Linked DNA regions of Mus musculus: region 1 is linked to region 2. Evidence: chromatin contacts called from public Hi-C data. All regions are on one chromosome and are shown on one strand. Each heading gives the region's core, a stretch centred on a gene start, on an enhancer-like site or on the middle of the called end of the contact. The rest is flanking DNA. Distances are from core to core; before and after follow the strand shown. Region 1 overlaps LOC115488208 (a long non-coding RNA gene). Region 2 has its middle 24 kb from the start of Gm52069.

The links. A called contact is a pair of places that touch in the nucleus more often than the background predicts.
Region 1: a Hi-C map of cerebral cortex shows a contact between it and region 2, with 6 times the contacts expected there. The contact joins two enhancer-like sites. A contact is called at or near these places in 3 of 15 datasets of contacts at CTCF or cohesin (CD8 T cells, the NIH/3T3 cell line and large pre-B cells), 45 of 484 Hi-C or Micro-C datasets (CD4 T cells, CD8 T cells, the HPC-7 cell line and 23 more) and 10 of 115 datasets of contacts at active chromatin or transcription factors (VIP interneurons, astrocytes, embryonic stem cells and 2 more).

What each region holds. Positions count from the first base shown.
Region 1 is chr13:54,322,807-54,326,008 of GRCm38.p6, forward strand. All of the region lies in intron 2 of LOC115488208 (a long non-coding RNA gene), which reads right to left. It also overlaps a transcript of Cplx2 not described here. Among named protein-coding and RNA genes, the nearest start is that of Gm52068, 9.7 kb to the right of the region's middle. Within about 2 kb of position 1,590, at least 77 of the 459 cell types and tissues checked have an H3K27ac peak or open chromatin away from gene starts, as enhancers often do. A contact at or near this core is called in VIP interneurons and cerebral cortex, where this site is marked.
Region 2 is chr13:54,112,985-54,116,033 of GRCm38.p6, forward strand. No RefSeq gene overlaps it. Among named protein-coding and RNA genes, the nearest start is that of Gm52069, 24 kb to the left of the region's middle. Within about 2 kb of position 1,582, at least 19 of the 459 cell types and tissues checked have an H3K27ac peak or open chromatin away from gene starts, as enhancers often do. A contact at or near this core is called in VIP interneurons and cerebral cortex, where this site is marked.

The DNA.
Region 1 (3,202 bases), core at 340-2,839, 210 kb after region 2:
GTGCCGGGCTAGACACTGAAAGACCCACAGAGTCCCTGCCATTGAGTCTCTCACAGTGGGAGAGACAGACAATAAACAAGCAGATGGACAGAATAAATAGGATTACTTTGGACGGTACTCAGGACCATAGAGGATAAAGACAAAAGCTGCGGTAGACAGGGATTGTCGGTCAGCCATCTGGTTCCAGAGCAGAGGGGGAGAATTTGCAGACCAGCAGCCTGTGAAGGTGGGTCCTTTCCCGAGTTAGAATCCAAACGCAGTTACTGAAAGATAGGGTCACACACACCACAGACTCTCTGGGAAAGGCCCAGGATGCAGCGGTGCCAAGAGATCAGGCTGCTCTGGGCTGGGGCCCTTTCCCACCTTTGGTGGTTGCGTCATCCTTTTACCTGTCTTGCATCTCATGCCCCCAGCGGCAGGAATAGGAACTGCAAGAACTCTTGTTACACTGACTTCTCCACACCCATCCTTTAGGATTATTCTTCCCGGTTCTACAAGATTCTAGGCAAACTGGATCTTTTCCAGATGGTACTCCCACAAAATAGGATGAAGAACTTTCCAAGAACCAAGGCCAGACGAGCCGTACAAGTCCAATGGGCTCTGAGCTACCCCCTCAGCCGCACTCTAGGTCTCTCCTCAGACCTCCACCTCCCCTGTCTATATTCCTCGCTGGCTTGGTCTCTGTCTGTGTTGATTGCTTTTCCCTACTCTGTCCTCTGTCAGACTCATATCCTGACTTTATGCCTTATCTGGAATTCATTTCCTTCAAATAAACCGTTTTTTAAAAATATACCTTCAGCCCCGCCTGGGTGCCAGACATGGGGTTAGGAGCTTGGGTCTAATCAGAGCCAAGCAAGGCGTAGACTTCCTCAGGGGCAGATGAGTCATACTAGGTGAACCAAAGGGACCAATGTGACCAGCGTGACAAAGGGGACCCAGGAGGAGGACTGGGGAGTCTCCAGGAAGGAGACTGGACTCAGGGGATGCTTGCTGGAGAAGGTCAGATCTTGAAATATGGTCAAGCAATAAAATACAGGCTGGCTGTGGAGAGTAGGGCCCCCTCTGGGACACCAGTTGCTCGGTCCTCAACTCATTTGGCTAGAATGTAGCGAACCTCAATGTTGTTACCTCCCCTCCCTGTCTATAGTTCTCTGCTTCTGACTCACTCCCTTATAAACTCGGCTCGCTTCCACCCACAGAAGTTCTTTCAAAGACCAGGGCTTCCTTCCGAGCTGTCTTTGGTTCCCTTTGACCCATCCTTTCCTCTCAAACCTAAGTCTTTGTCTGACATCCTTTCTGCTTCCTCTCAGTATTCACCATCAGGGGCTGTAAGGAATAGGATTTAAAGACCCCCCAGTCTAGATCTGCTGACTGGACTGTCTAAGCCTGTGTCTCAGCACCTATAAACAGCCTCCTGGGGCTGTTGTGAAATCAAATAAGACAAAGGATGTGGAAATGTGTCCTGCTGTTGCTGAGGATCTTTGCTGTTAATGAGAGCTCCTTTGACTGCAAATGACAGACAGAGCACAACTACAAAAGGCTTAAAGGGAAGGCAGTCTGCCATTGCTGGGAACACACGGGTCTGCCCTCCTGTCTCCATCTGGTCTCTACTTGTGCTCCTCACTCTTTGGCCAGCTGTCTAAACCCCCTTTGTACCAGCCAGGAACCTGAGTGGAAATGGGCAGCCTGCTTCCCACAGGGCCAGTGGTATTCTGGATTGAACGCCAGCAGACTAAGCCCTAACCCCATTCCCACAGCCAGGTCCTGGTCACACTCTGTCCCCCAAGGCTGGTGATAATGTGATCTTCCAACCCAGGCCAAATAAGACCAGGTAGAAGAAGAGAAGGAAGGGAAAGTCACAGGAAGTAGAGCCAAGGGACCCTGAGGAGAGAATTGGGTTCCCTCCTTCGCAATCAGGGGTCTGCTTGGGTATCATCACCTCAAACAGGCACTCAAGCAGGGCTGTTGGTAGCGCACACCTTAAATCCCAGCACTCAGGAGGCAAAGGCAGGCAGATGGATCTGTGAGTTCAAAGCCAGCCTGGTCTACAGAGTAAGTTCCAGGACAGCCAGGGCTACCCATAGAAACCCTGTCTCAAAACAAGTGTTCACTATCCACCAAGGTTCCCGAGTGCCAGGGTGCCTCTCCTCTGCCTCTGCAGTGCTTCACCCTCTCCCACACTCTCCTGCTTAGTCCAATAGTCTACTCACCTGCATGCTGTCTTCACAGGGTTTTAAGAATAGAGAGGGACAGATCTAGCATCTGTTGTCTGTCACTGTGCTCTCAATATTGACAAATGCTAGACTCTTAGTAAATAGTGAGTGGATAGACGGACAGATGGAAGATGGTTAGATGGATGGATACAAAGGTGGATAAAGGAACGGTAGTAAGGATGATGGATGGCTGAGTGCCTCAGTAGTGAATGGATGTATAGCCGATGGCTTCCTGAGTGACAGGAAGAGAAAAGACAGAGCCAGGACAAATGCAGGAGCAATGCTTCAGGAGAAAGCCGATAAGGGCTGTTTGGAGTTTGCTGAACTTGAACTACAAGGTAGTCAACCGCTGCCACACAAGCAGGTTGTAGAGGGACCTAGAGATGGATGAGTCATACTAGGTGAAGAGGGACCTAGAGATGGGGACATGGTCCTGATGGGGGCATGGTCCTTATGGGAATATGGCCCTTATGGGGATACGGTCCTTATGGGGATATGGTCCTGGTGGGGATACGATCCTGATGGGGATATGGTCCTGATAGGGACATGGTTCTGATGGGGATATGGTCCTGATGGGGATATGACCCTTATGGGGATATGACCCTTATGGGGGCATGGTCCTTATGGGGATATGGTCCTGATGGGGACATGGTCCTGATGGGGATACGATCCTGATAGGGATATGGTCCTGATGGGGGCATGGTCCTGTACCCCAGACAGAGAGGTAGCTCTATTTACAAGGATACTAGGATGGGAGCCATCCAATCACTCAAGATCATGGGAGTGGGACCAAGTGTACATGGAAGTCACTTGGAACTATTGAGCCTGGGACTGTGTAGGGTCAAGATCTGCTGTCACCCCTCGATACAAGACACCTTGGCTGAGACTTGAGGTGGCAGCATAGAGTTAATAGCTCTCCCCTCTCCTCCCTCCCCTCCTCAACCACTCAGGCAGAAGGGAGCAGCTGCCTAGGAGGACAGAGAGACAGA
Region 2 (3,049 bases), core at 332-2,831:
ACAGCTGTAATGTGAAGACAGCACTTCCTTCCCTGGGTGGTAACGAGGATTCACATAGCATGTAGCCTGGCTTCCTTCCCTGCGTGGTAATGAGGGTTAACATAGCATAGCATAACATGGCATGGTGCACGCTCAATACTCTGACCTGGAGTTTCACGGCGTTTTGTCTGCGGCCCAACTAGAAAGTGAGAATGCCCAATTGCAGAGTACAAGTCTGACAGTATCTGATGACATTTTATAAAACTTTCATGCCTCCTTGTTAACCACTTTAGTTCTACAAATCAATCCCATGGAAATATGCTCTCTGGCTTCTCCCATGCGAGCCGTGTGAACTGAGTATGTTGGGGAAGCAGGTAAGGGACTGGGGTGGCAGAGAGGTTGGAGGACGTTCCCAGAGGATGGCGAGATATTTCCTAGCAAAAGATAATAGGCATGCACTGTTATAGGAGTAATCAAAGACATTAGAACGCAAGTCCTTTAGTATTTTTTAAAGTCTTGCAAAATAGACATATTGGTACATTTCAGTTGACTGTCACAGTGTGCACTAAGCAGAGAAGAAAGGCTGCCACTGGGCACTAAGACCGACGCTGGCCTGAGGTTTACTTTTTCCCCTCTTTTCTGTTTCTCGAACTCAGGACATGTTCATTGCTATTGAAAAATAATTCTACAGTAGAGCACAATAGTACTTACTTTTGTTCTTAGCACTCAGGAAGCAGAGACCTCTGTAAATCTGAGGTTGAAGAGATAAAGTGTCCTAAAGTAATGAAGACCTAAGTTCAATCCCCAGTGTCTGCATAAAAAAGCTGGGTGCAACAACCGGTGATCACTTGTAACCCAGAACTGGAGAGACACAGACCAGCAGATCTCTTGGGGCTCACTGGCAGGCAGCCTGGCCTAGCCTCAGGCCAATGAGAGACTCCTATCTCACATCTCCTTGTCAGGCCTGCGCCAGGGTTTGCAATCCCAGCTCCGGACCAGAGAGGAACGGCAGTACTGTGAAGTGACACCAGAGAGCAGCATTGCCTGCAAGATCTCAAGGCTGATGCTAGATGCTTCCAGGAGCTGCCTGCTGGTGGCAAGAGGCTGCAGGCTAGTCCCAAGCTTAAGCAGGTGGTCCTAAAGGCTTGGAAGAAAGACACAATTCCCCCAGCAGTAGCTATTGCTGTTGTTGGAGTCCGTGGGCAGGATGGAATCCTCCCCATGTGCATTTCTTTGGGGTACATTGTAAAAGGGGGTCTTCAGCGAAAGTAAGAGAAAGGCATGGTCACACCCCAGACTAAGGTGGGCAGGGCTCTGCCCTTGACCTCTGTGCCACCAGAGCTGATGGTATTCCAGGAGCTCAGAGAATGAGCATTGAACTTTTTGTGAAAGGGGACAGAGTGGGAGTGCCCCCAGCAAGCCTTTTGAGCCATCCCCAATGGGCGCGGAGATCACCAGGAAGGGAAACTATGCCAAGACCTAGAGATCAGAGCAGCATGCAGCAGCTTAGGAAAAAGCCCACGAATCCCGGTCCTGGGAGCTCTGAGCACCTGAGACGGCACGGCTTCAGCCTCAACCCTGGGCTTCCTTCACAGCCTGGCGCTGCCACTGCTTCGGTGAGCCTCTTCTCAGAGCCTATCTCCTCATCTTTAATATGGGCCAATCTGTTCCACTGAGCAGTCTGAACATTAATATTCCCAGGGAACCCTGGGCCAGTGGCCTGTTTGTGTCCCCCAATCCCTTGGCCTTTTCCTCTATAATAACATCTAAATGGAAAAGCTCCCACGCTGCTTCCAGGAGCTTCGTTTGGGTGGTCCCGGAAAGCCATCCTGCTGCCTTCAGGGCCAGGAGCGTAGATCCAACAGGGCTGACAGCAGTCACCAGCCAGGCTCTGTTCTCATCCCTTTTTCTAGTAGACTGTGCGCTACTCTGATAATGAAAATGCTGACTACAGAAGCAGTGGCTCTGACAAAGATGGTAATATGAGAGAACAGCCTTTTAAAACTAAAAATAGAGAGGAAAATACCGGTTCTATTGAAATAAGAACGGGCCCAACCCCGTGGTACGGACTCTGAATAACAATTTCAGATGAGGAAGGAAGGGCTGGGAATCCACTTTCAGAGAGGAGCCATGTGGGGTGAGGAAGGGTGAGAAGCTTTAAGGGGACTGTGGGGGTGAGGACAGAGAAAGTGGAACAGGCCAGGAGACATCAAAGAAGGTGGTGGTGGTGCTGGTGGTGGGAGCTGGTAGTGGTCGTAATGGAGGAGGAGGGAAAGGAGAAGGAGGAGGAGGAGGGCAGAGAGGAGGACAGAGAGGTGGAGGGAGGAGGATAGAGTGGAGGAGGAGAAAGATGGAGAAGAGAAGGGGAGAAGGATGAAGAGGAGAAGGGGAGGAGGAAGGAGAGGTGGAGGAGGAGGAGGACAGAGAGGAGGATGGAGAAGAGGAGGAGAAGGAGGTGATGAGGAGGAAGAGGAGGAGGGAGAGGGAAATGAAGCCCCTACGTGAAGTAGGGTTGCTACAGAGGAAAAGGCAGTGTGCTGTGAACTTAGCGTGAGAAACAAAGGAATCTCCACGTGCTTAGAGTCTCCCAGCAAAATCTGGAGGAGGCAGGTCCAATTCCATCCATCTGAGAACAGAGCCAGAGGTTGGGGAGGTGTGATCTGGAGGGACAAGGACAGAGACTGACAGCAATGGGACATCACTGAAAGTTGACTGAGCATTAGAGCACTCGCTGTTTGAGTATGTAGACAGCACGCATTTTTAATCCCAAGTTTCATTCCAAGTTCATTTGAGAGGGAATTAAAGGGGTCGTGTCCATTAAAGGGGTCTTGTCCTCCGGTCCCTTCCAAACCTCTCTCAGTGAGAGCTTAGGCTGGGGACTGGAATTTTTAAGCACTGGGAGCCTATTTTAAGATGCATCTCTGGCTGAGAACTTCTAGTAACAGGAACGTACCAGAAATCGTTCCGTGGTTCTGGCAATGCTAGGAAGCAGATTAAGGCCCACACAGTTGCACTCTGTCCAGCACAGTGCAGAGCTTACTAACATGTGTTCTCTCTCATGTAGTTCTCG